Regions from separate parts of the Triticum aestivum genome. Here region 2 is linked to region 1. The links are chromatin contacts, called in public Hi-C maps. All regions are on one chromosome and are shown on one strand. Each heading gives the region's core, a stretch centred on a gene start, on an enhancer-like site or on the middle of the called end of the contact. The rest is flanking DNA. Distances are from core to core; before and after follow the strand shown.

What was found. A called contact is a pair of places that touch in the nucleus more often than the background predicts.
Region 2: a contact with region 1 is called in a Hi-C map of leaf, with 4 times the contacts expected there. The contact joins the promoter of LOC123164521 here to the promoter of LOC123169947 in region 1. A contact is called at or near these places in 2 of 5 Hi-C or Micro-C datasets (both in leaf).

Annotation. Positions count from the first base shown.
Region 1 is chr7D:287,392,654-287,398,146 of IWGSC CS RefSeq v2.1, reverse strand. LOC123169947 (short-chain dehydrogenase reductase 4) reads left to right here and starts at 2,755. Exons shown (of 2, transcript XM_044587798.1): 1 at 2,755-4,800; 2 at 4,909-5,493. The coding sequence starts at 5,049.
Region 2 is chr7D:287,594,196-287,599,688 of IWGSC CS RefSeq v2.1, reverse strand. It overlaps LOC123164521, which reads right to left and starts at 3,217. Exons shown (of 7, transcript XM_044582031.1): 1 at 3,079-3,217; 2 at 2,369-2,684; 3 at 1,487-1,572. The coding sequence starts at 2,564.

The sequences.
Region 1 (5,493 bases), core at 1,506-4,005:
ATCGGATTAACTCCCGTAGAAATCTATATATAGACATGAAGATTCCCAATATCAAAATCACTGTCGGATATATAGAATACATACAAATGTATTTGTACCAAAGTGCTCATACAATATATTGTGATATACAATATATGATGACAACAATACTTATGTTGTTGTTACAACATCATAAATGGACATTAATTATATTGACCACTCAGGAGATTGAAAGACTATTCATAGACTCCAAACATATCGGTTGAGGCATATTCAACCATCACATTCTCCGTGCCCATAGGGTCCCGTCACAAGTGGGGATGTCGGATTGAAGGTTGAAGTAAGATTCAAACCTTTGCCCTTGAGGTTCATTGTATCCCAGAAATTGCTGATACAGAATAACCAGATGTTGAGATCTGAATCTAATGTCTTATGATATATAAGACACTATTTTTCTGTTAGCGGTGTGATCCTGACTAGAGGTGAATCCAGGATTGCACACATTATCCAACGAGGCACAAGAGCGATCAAGATGTCCATGGCCCAGATAGGGCAGTTGTGGCCATTGAGGGCGAATGCCTCAAACTCTATAGCCATATGTTACCTCTATGGGTAAACCAGAGATAATTAATATACAACCAGTAAATTAAAGACCATCGTGGTTGATGTTGTAATGAACTTAGCAAAATCAATGGGTATTTCAAGAAGTTGGCTTGAAACCATTAGTGTGAATCCCAAATTGCTAAGTATGACACCATGAAGATAATATCCAAAATAGATTAGATCTGCAGTATAGGGAGTATAATCTGATTTGATGAAATCAGTAGATGCTCACTCCTGATGCCTTATGTCATGACTTAGTAAAATATGTGGGAGAGCACTTTGTAAAGCAATTATAATGTCGAAACGACAAAATATAGGCTTTATCAATAGTCATCAATAATCTGCGTACGCAGTACATCCATATGACCACCTTGTGATCTCAAGCATCAATTTGAAGAAATCACCTTGAATTTTGCATCCGTATTTGCAAGAAATTAAAAATCTCAATTGCAAATAGACGTATTAATCTCGACATATGGGAATATGGAAATAGATACATCATGTCATGAAATATTCCGGAATACCTTGTACTCAATAGAGAAACAGTACTGGAGAGGTACTGAATTTATCTTTGCAAGAGAAAATTCTCAATTGCAAATAATAGATGTAATTAATCTCAACATGTAAGAAACATGAAGATATATTACATCAACATATTATATGGAATACATAGTACTCAACATATTTACAGTACTGAAATTTAAGTACTGTAATTAACAGTGTCTAAAACAGAGTTTTGTTTTTGAAATTGTCTAAAACAGAGTTAAACTACTGTTAATAGAACAAAATGCGAAATTAATCAAGAAAAATGTAGGATTAATTTGGCAAAATCATCCAGGATTTAAAATGGACCGAAAACACATGGGCCTTCTGGCCCATACGGCCTTACAGGCGGCCCAGCCGCCCACCACCTGGAGTGGATAAGGCAGGCGGAGGAGACGGTTTCGTCCCCCGACCCCTGCTGCCGGCGACCGTCTCGTCGGCGAGGAGCGGGAAAAACCGGCGCGCCGTCATCTACGCTGCGGGGAGCCACGCGGAGGGCGCCGCCGCTCCGCTTGCCTCGGGCGCCGCCTGCGCGGATGCGAGCCAAGGGCCGCGTCGTCGCCTCGGTCTTTCATACCGCGTCACGGTTGTGGGCCGTCCTTGCGGGCGCCGAGGCCGAAGGACGCCGCTGTGTGCGCGCCCGAAGGAGCCGCACCAGACTGCGTCGCCTTGCCTTGCTTTGCTTACGCGCATGGAGCAAGTCACCGACGCCGGAGGGACGAGCCGCCGCGGCGCGCACGCTTCAGGCGTCGCCGGCCGGAAGCCGCGACAATTCCCTCGGGAGGCGAGGCCATGGACGAAGTCGCTCCGCGTCAGATGCGGTGGCCGCGTCGTGCGCCAGGGGGCTTCACCGCGGAGGACGGTCCAGGAGCCGCGGCCTCGGGTGCCTCCGCGCGTCTCCGTGCGGGCATCGACCGCGTCGCGGAGCGTCTGTGAAACAGGTGGTTCCGGTGTCCCGGTCTAGCACGGGGCCAAGGCCAGAGGAAGCTGATGCCATCGCGATGCGACTCGATGTGCGGCAGCGCCCTCGCCGAGGAGTGCGTCGCCAAAAACGCTCTGCCGGGCCGCGCCAGAGCCGGAGTACGGCGCGCACGCGCTGGACGCCTGGCTGCACGCTGGAGGGTGTTGCCTCGCTCGCGCTGTGGCATGCGAGGATGCAGGCCGCTACCAGCCTAAACCGAGCGCCGTCGGCTGTTGTGGTCTGGCGAAGAGCCGACGTCGTCTAGGACGATCCCAGGTAAGAGCCGAAGTGAACGATTCCATGTCGGAAAAACTAACGCCCACACGTGCACATCACCCACGCGCCTCCATCACCACTCATTTTGCCACGTATGAACAGATGACATCAGCAGAAATCTTTTTGGTTTTCGGCTTAAAAATCTTTTATCTCCTAATTAAAAAATTGAATTAAAAATCCGTTTTCACCATTAAATCCGTCTCGATGAGATCTTCAAAACTAGACCACATGTTGATATGTTTCGACGAAAATTTTTTTTGCCCAAAAGTTGCCATGATGTTTACACTGTAGTTGCCATAGTGCTTAAACTAAAGTTGCCATGTGGCAATTTTAGTTTGTAGAGCATGGCAATTTTAGTTTTTTAATGATGGCAATTCCAGTACTTTGACTATGAAAATATTTTTTTTATGAATCTTGGCAATTTTAAGTGCATGTATCATGACAATTTTAGTTTATGGTGCATGGCAAGTCTAATTTCTTAATTCTCCGTTTTATAATATGTCAAAATTTACTTTTAAATGTAGAAGAAAATAGTTGAAACATATCATGGCAACTTCAGTGTAAATATCATGGCAATTCGTGTGCAATAGACATGGCAACTTTTAACCCAAAAAAATTCGAAATATATTGATACGAGATCTAGTTTGAAAGATCTCGTCGCGAGGGATTTAATGGTGAAAACGGATCTTCAATCAGATTTTTCATTTAAGAGATAAAACATTTTATAAACTGAAAATCCAAAAAGATTCCCACATGCATACATGCAGTGACATGGCGTAATCTGTGTGTTATAAGTCGTGTGGGCGGTTTTGGCTCCCACCACACGTGTGGGCGTTAGCGTTGTCCTTCCATGTAGCATTTGCTGTGTGCGGGAAAGAAATCGGAAAGGAAGCACCTTGTTTCTTGTCGATCTTTGATTTCGTTCCTAATCCTTCCCTCGTTCTTGGTATTCTAAAGGCTAACGGCTCCATGGGAGGATAGAATGGGTCCAGGCTGCAAGTGGGACTGAACTTGGACATCCCACCACAACCCACTTAGAAGCAAACTCCGCATTTTGCCGAACTGTAAACTGTGTTTGCAGGTTGCACGGGGGCGCTTATGCAAGTTAAAAAAAGCGGCGGCAGAATAGAAACCGTAAACAAACCCATAATATTTAAAAAAAGTTGTTTCGTGCGAGAAATTTAATCAGCAGCTCGCCGGAGCTCGCTCGCATAGATGGTTCTTCTTCGCATAAGTTCGTACACTCCACATACATACATATTAAAGGTCAGAAATGCTAGACAGGGCCTACGCTACCGCACCACTACAACAAAATTGAGCTCACCGGAGCTCCTGCGGTAGCTGCCCACCGGCGGCGATCAGTCGGAGTTGGAGGAGTCGGAGTCGAGGTCGATGTAGATCTTCGCCTGCTCCGCCTTCATCACGCGCATGTCAGCCTCCTTCGATGCGTGCACCTGCGATGCCGTGACGCCCGTCTCGAAGAAGAGCCGCTCGTACTCGAGCTCGCGCCGGATGCGCTCTTCCATCTCCTCCTGCTCCCTCGCCGACCGCTCAAGGAGCTCCTCCTGCCCCGGGGGAGGTAGTCCTCGGGCCCGATGACGCCTCGGCACGGCGGCGCATCGGGCACGGCCTCCTCCGGCTCCCTCTTCACCGGAACGAGCCGCGAGCTCGATGCGCCCGCGGATGAGCACCCCGCGGACCAGTGGCCGGATGAGCTCCCCACGGACCAGTTGCCGGATGAGCTCCCCACGGACCAGTTGCCGGATGAGCTCCCCACGGACCAGTTGCCGGAGGAGGCGTGGCGGCGACGGGCGAGCTCGAGATCGAAATCCTCGAGCTCGCGGCGGTTGAAGGCCGGCGGCGGCCGGGTACCGCGGTTGAGCCACCGACGTGCCCCCAGCTTGCGCGCGCCATCGGATCTGGCGCGGCGGCGACGCTCCGCCTCATCCCCCAAGTCGTCCATGGCGGTCGAAGGCTCCCCGGCGGCGACAAATCGAGCGGCGCGGTGGGGAATTGGGGGCAAACGCGGCTGCGGGGGGATAGAGTTTCGACCCGCATCTGCCCCGCAAACCCGCAGTTATACTGGCTCGAGGGTAGCGTTTGCGGGCTGCGGCAAAAATATTTACAGGCCGGACACTGATGCGGGCCCTGGTCTGGCCAGAATAATGGGCCGAGCCCGTATAATCGCCGGAATTATGCGGATTCGCGCCGGATGCAGGGTTTGCTAGAGTTGCTCTTATTCCCACCAAGGTTTGGTGGGTGATAACTAACAACCCAATAAATATTAGGTGAATTATCTGGGCATAAGTGGGATCCCACTAAACAAACATACAAATGATGGCTCCTCTTCACTGAATCACACTTCGCACATAGCCCAAGCAGGCAGAGGACTGGACGAGATCAAGCAACATGTTCCGTGCGATGCAGGTCATCCTCAGGTACGATGCATCAAATCGATCTAGCTAGGCTCTGCGTACTGAGTAATGTTTGTGCTAATGGATCAATCACTGGCTCTACATGCTAATATTGATGTCTCTGTGTTGCAGGGGGGGAGTCGTCGTGCTGCGCCGCGGTGGTGGCTGGCCTCATCGGCCAATGCGGCTACTCCACTGCCTTGAGCTCCCAGAGGTTGGCCAGGAAGGTGGCCGTGATCACCGGCGCCGCTAGCGGCATCGGCAAGGCGACAATGGCGGAGTTTGTCAGGAACGGCGCCAAGGTCGTCCTCGCAGACGTCCAGGACGATCTGGGCCGCGCCCGGACGGCTGAGCTCTGCGCCGACTCCGCGTCGTACATCCGCTGCGACGTCAACGACGAGGCGCAGGTCGCCGCGGTGATCGACCTTGACGTGGCCTGCCACGGCAAGCTGGACATCATGCTCAACAACACCGGCATCATGGGCTCGTTGGCGCGGCCCGAGCTGGGCGCGCTCGACCTTGCGGATTTCGACGCCATCAACAACCGGGCATCATGGCCGGGGTCAAGCACGTGGCCTGCGCCATGGCGCCGCGCCGCTCGGGCAGTATCATCTGCACGGCCAGCATCGCCGCACAGCAACGAGCCATGCCCTACGTTGCCAGTGGTTTGTCTTTTTTCTGGAGAAGACAGTGTACACGAGGATACGTTGGTGGCGA
Region 2 (5,493 bases), core at 1,968-4,467, 200 kb before region 1:
CCTTCGTGCTAGCCGAAGAGAGCAAGATGGCCAGCCAGTCCAAGGAGCGGGAGCCAAAGCCGTACTGGCGGAAGACGTCGAAGAGGAACGGCCAGCTAATGGTGTCGAAAGCGCGAGCCAAGTCCAACTTCAGGAGGATGCGAGGGGAGCCGAACTGGTGCAGAAGGCGCGCGGACTAGCGCACGAGGACGAAATTGTCGTGTAGGCTGCGGCTGGGGATGAATGTGTTCTGGCACGTGCTGACGAGCCTATGAAGCTTTGGCGCGAGGCGGAGCGATAGGACCTTGGCAAAGATTTTGGCGACAAGGTGAATTAGGCTTATGGGCCTGAAGTCACCTAGGCCGCTAGCGTCTGCACGTCGGGAGCAAGGTGAGGAGCGCCAGGTGAGGGAGCAAAAGCCCCGACCACGCATCTCGTAAAGCCGCTGGAAGACGTCGACGAAATCCTGTCAGGCGATGGGCCAGCACGCGCGCAAAAATTCGGCGGTGAAGCCGTCCGGGCCGGGAGCTTTCCGTGCGGTGAGGCGTTTCACCGCCTGTCAAATTTCCTCGGCATTGAAAGGGGCATCGAGCTCGTCGAGGTTGGTGGGCGTGATCAGCGCGGAGAGGTCAAGACCGCACTCGCGGGGCGTCTCGTAGCCGAGCAGGGCGTCGATGTGTGTGTATGCCGAGGCCGCCATGTCGCAGGGGGCAGAGATCGAGGCGCCGTCCACAGTGAGGCTGTGGATCCGATTCTTCTGTCACGGGTACGTGCATTGCCAGTGGAAGAAAGATGTGTTGGCATCACCGTCCTTAAGGGACGTAAGACGAGCGCGCTGCCGGGCTATGGTGCGCTCAAGGGAGGCGAGGCCAAGGTATGAAGCCTTGATCTGCCGCCGGAGCCAGTCATCGTGCGGGGACAGGAGCCGGCACTCCTGCACCGTGTCCAGCCTGAGGAGCTCCCTGGAGATCGCGAGCTTGAGGCGGACGTTGTCGACTGTCCTCGAGCCCAGCTAGTAAGCTTGTGCGCGGTAAATTGCATGTGTCGCATGAGCCGCCGGAAGGGGTCGTCGTCATGGACGGAGTGCCAGGCGGCCGCCACGATATCGTGGAACCCGTCCAACCGCGTCCAGAACTCCTAGAAATGGAACCGTCATGGCCCGGCGGCACCGGTTTGCAATCAAGCAGCAGGAGGCTGTGATCGGAAACGACGGAGGCGAGGCATCGAAGGTGACATCCCCCGTGCAGGTCCTCCCAGTCAGGAGTGCAGAGGACGCGGTCTAGGTGCACGAGGGTTTGGGGGGATTGCTCGTTGGACTCCTCGAAATGGAACCGTCGATGACCAAGACTCTTCAACTAAATCAACTCTATAACCTAAAGTTTCATTAGTATATTTCCTGATAATTAGGGCATTGCACGTGCAAATGTTACTAGTATATTGTAAGATAGATAGGAACCAATTCCATTCGAAAATCATATGGAAAACGCAACACTAGAAGGGATAGTACCTTCACAGACCTCCAATGGTCTAGGCATGAACGGTGAACAAACTGCTGAGTTCCCTTGCACATGCAAGGTGATATTAGCTCATCACCTGCATAAAAATGGAGTCACGTAAAATATGGAAGCTTAGAAATTGTTGACCTGAAATGGACAAACTGTAGCACCCAACCAGTATGTGTTTTCCATATAATAACTACAACCCTAAGTATAAAAAGAAGTATTGGCCTGTTGGCCTAATGTACAGCCTGAAGACTAAACAGTTGAAACAAATTACACTATTAGGTCTACTAAAACATGATCGTGCAAAAATTATACTTATTCCTGCTAGAACTTGAACCAGTTCGTTTAGTGTTAGCTTTAGGCTTCAGACATCGCAATGTGATCATGGACCTCTCTTGTCCTATTTATGATGCAAACCTTCAATTACAGCAAGTGCTGCAAAACAAAACAAAAACTGCTAGCACTACGGGTTCGATTCCCGCCGCTCGCCCGCTTAATTTATCAAAGTACTATGATAAAAGAAGTTTAGTCTAGTTAACTGTTTAACTACTTATATTAAATTAAGTATTAATTAGGTGTACAATTCAATGCTACCCTAATCTACTGGCACACATCCTATGACCTAAGCTTTGCCTATTGGGTTCCATTACAACGCAAAGATCACAAAGAGATTTTGGATTAGTTGAAAGATGTCAAACAACTGAGTACATGTAACCACACACTTTCTTCTACTTGCTGCAGTCAGACAAGAAGCAAAGTAGACATAGACAAAATCATTACCAAATTGAACTAAAGCAATCAAATTGACTCAACAAAAACTGTATCCCCTATACATAGGATGATCATCAACACAACAAAATAGCATCTCCAATGCATAAGATTGTCACCTATCTCCGACTCGGCCTCAAGGCAAATGCGGCAGCATGCGGCATAAGAACCATCGGTCTCCTCATCCTCAATTTCCAGCACAGTCACGGTCGCCGGCTGTGGTGGCGAGAGCTGGGGCAATGAGCCTGACTGATCATTCCTATCGAGGAGAGGGTCTGAATCACTCATGATCGTCTCTTCCTCGCTCCTGTCCATCCGCCGCAGATGTCCTCTAGTCCAGATTTTAGCCAGTACAATAATGTCCGTCGATAGTTTCAATAGCTAGGTAGCGTTTGCATACAACCTCACAAAACAGGTAGAATTGGCATACGGAGTCTGAAATTACACAAAGAAAATTATAATCAGAATGGGAACAGCCTATGGCAATTCCCGGTGGAACCACTAATTCGGTACAAATTCGTGGAAATCTAATTGTATTCCAAACAGTGTGCCTGAAAATCGACCCCCAAAAATCCAATAAATCCCTACCAAAGTGCGTCTCACCGAGACGCATGGCAACATCTCAAATCTCAAGCACTAATTTGGGCACAGGCCGAGACCCCAAGCAAAATCCCCCACCGATCTAGTCGAACAGAATACCGAGAAAAATGTAAAGGGTCAAGAAAAACTCACCACGAGAAAGCCGAATTCCAGATCAAGAAGACCCAGGAGATGAACAAACGATGCTAGAAATCGTCAGCGCAAAGGGAACAAGAAGAAGAAGCCCTACCTAAATCCGCGTTTGCAACTTTCCTCTCACGGGAAGGCTTCGAAGGGGTAAGAGCAACCCGCCGGCCGCAAAACGCGTTTGCAGTTGGCGCAAAACCGCTTTTGCGGGCCGGCTCGGGCTAGCACAGATGCAGACCCCTAAACGGATCCGTAAAAAAGATATATTCATGGAATATATCCTTTTACGGGTCGGCTTTGCAGGGTCTGCTCTTTGCGCTGCTACATCCCGCATATCATCGGCCCGTAAAAATTAAATCCAACATAATTCAACAATCGAAAACAAATTAAATTATTCAACTCAAACATAATACAATAATCACCGTAGCAAACTTAAATAATGCAATACAAAACTTGTCATGAATACAAATACAAATGAATATAAAAAATAGTCACTGTCCAGCCCTTTGCCAACGGTGCTCAATGAGATCCTCCTGAAGTTGAAAGTGTGTGTCTGCATTTTCAATTTCCTTGTATGTCTGAAAAAAAGCTCTAATGCAGTTTGGGTCCCACATTGTCGTAAAAGAATACTAAGTTCATTCCTCTTTCATTTTCAAGAATCATATTGTGCAGGATAACACAGCATGTCATGATGTTCTTCAAGGTTTTCTTATCCAAAAACGAGCAGGACCACGGACAATGGCAAATCTAGATTGCAAAACACCGAATGCTCATTGATAGTACCCCTTTGTGTATTTATGCTCATTGATAGTGTAGTTGCAAGCATGAGCATCACCACTAGCAAGCCTAGCAAATAAATGAGACCGTTGCAACACATTGATATCATTGAGAGTGCCCGGCATACCAAAAAGCAATGCCAAATCCATAAATCCTCGGATGCTACGGCCTCTAGCACAATTGTTGCATCACGAGACTTGCCACAATACATTCTTTGGCAAGTCTTGGGTCAATTTTTCCAATTCCAATGCATACAATCAATGCTACCTAGCATGCCAGGCCAACCTCTCCTCTCATTAGATGCCATCAATTTCTTTGTGTCATCTTCATTGGGTGCCCGAAGATACTCAGGACCAAAGACACGGACGATCACTTTTGCAAGTCTACGCACAGACTCAATTGTGCTATCTTCACCAATGCGAAGATACTCATCGGCATAGTCAGCCGGAACGCCATATGCAATCACACGCATAGCTGTGGAGATTTTTTTTATATGCACTAAATCCCTTTAAGCCCGTGGCATTTCTTCTTTGAGTAAAATACCGACAATTTGCCTCGCAAGCTTGAACAAGTTTCACAAAGAGGGATCGGCGCATTCGGTGCCTTCTCCGGAAGAGGTGCGGAGGGTATGTAGGATTCTCCGCAAAATAGTCTTGCATCAACATCTCGTTCCCAAGATGGCGATTCCGAGGAATGCACAGACGCCCGACAGTTGATCCTCGCCTCCTCTTCCGGTGCTCGTCTTCATGCTCCTTCACGGCAAGCGCCATGACTAATGTTTGCTGCCGAAAGGTCGCAAGCATGATCTCAACATCCGAGTCATCCGAATCGGATGAATCGGAGAGCAAGAACTTCTCGCGCGGGCTCAACTCCATCTACACGCATACCGGCGCGTCAATCAACTACACAGCTCGCAAAATTCACAAAAAAGGACTAACCGGTGCAGGTGATCCCAGGCGGCGATGAGGGGGCGCGCTCGACGGTGGTCGATCCCCGGCGGCGGCGACGAGGGGCGGCTCTTCTAGCCGGATCCGGGGGGCGGGGCAGCGGCTCGGTGCGGGAGGGTGTGAGGCGGCCCCGCGGCGCGATTCCGCACGCAGATATGGACTGAATCGCCGGCGGCGGGCGGGGGCGGAAGCAAGGGCGGGAGGCGGCGGAAGGAGGGGGAAAGCACGCGGGGCTGAAATGTCCCTCCCGCCAACTGCTTCTCTCAGATGCAGGGCACCGCAGCCGCGAGGGGGAAACTCGCGTTTTCCGGGGTTGGGTCGGGATTTTGCCGCGCCCCTTAAATTTTTTTGCAGGCCGGGGCGGGATGCGGGGTCTGGTCGGGCAGGTTTTCCGGCCCGTACCCGCATTTTGGCGTTTATTTTACGAGTCGGGGCGAATGCGGGTCTGCTAGAGTTGCTCTAAGATTCTTCGTTGGAAACAACAAGGAAGCGGACGCGATAGCACCAAACTTGAAGGTCGTAGTGCACAAAGTGGTGGAATTTTCTACGAAACACCTCCCTGAGAAGATATCAAATAACTTTCTTTTCTTTTCTAAATAATAAAGATTGGGCATTTTAGATCTGATTAATATGGAGAAAAACAAAAGCCAGGGCGTAGGATGACCCCTGCAAAATAAAATTATATTAACAAACATACCAATCTTCTTCTTCATCTAATTGTACATTGTCCACCAAAGATTAAAATTGAACTGAACCAACAGTACAGAAAGATGAAACCTACGAACGCTCTGGCC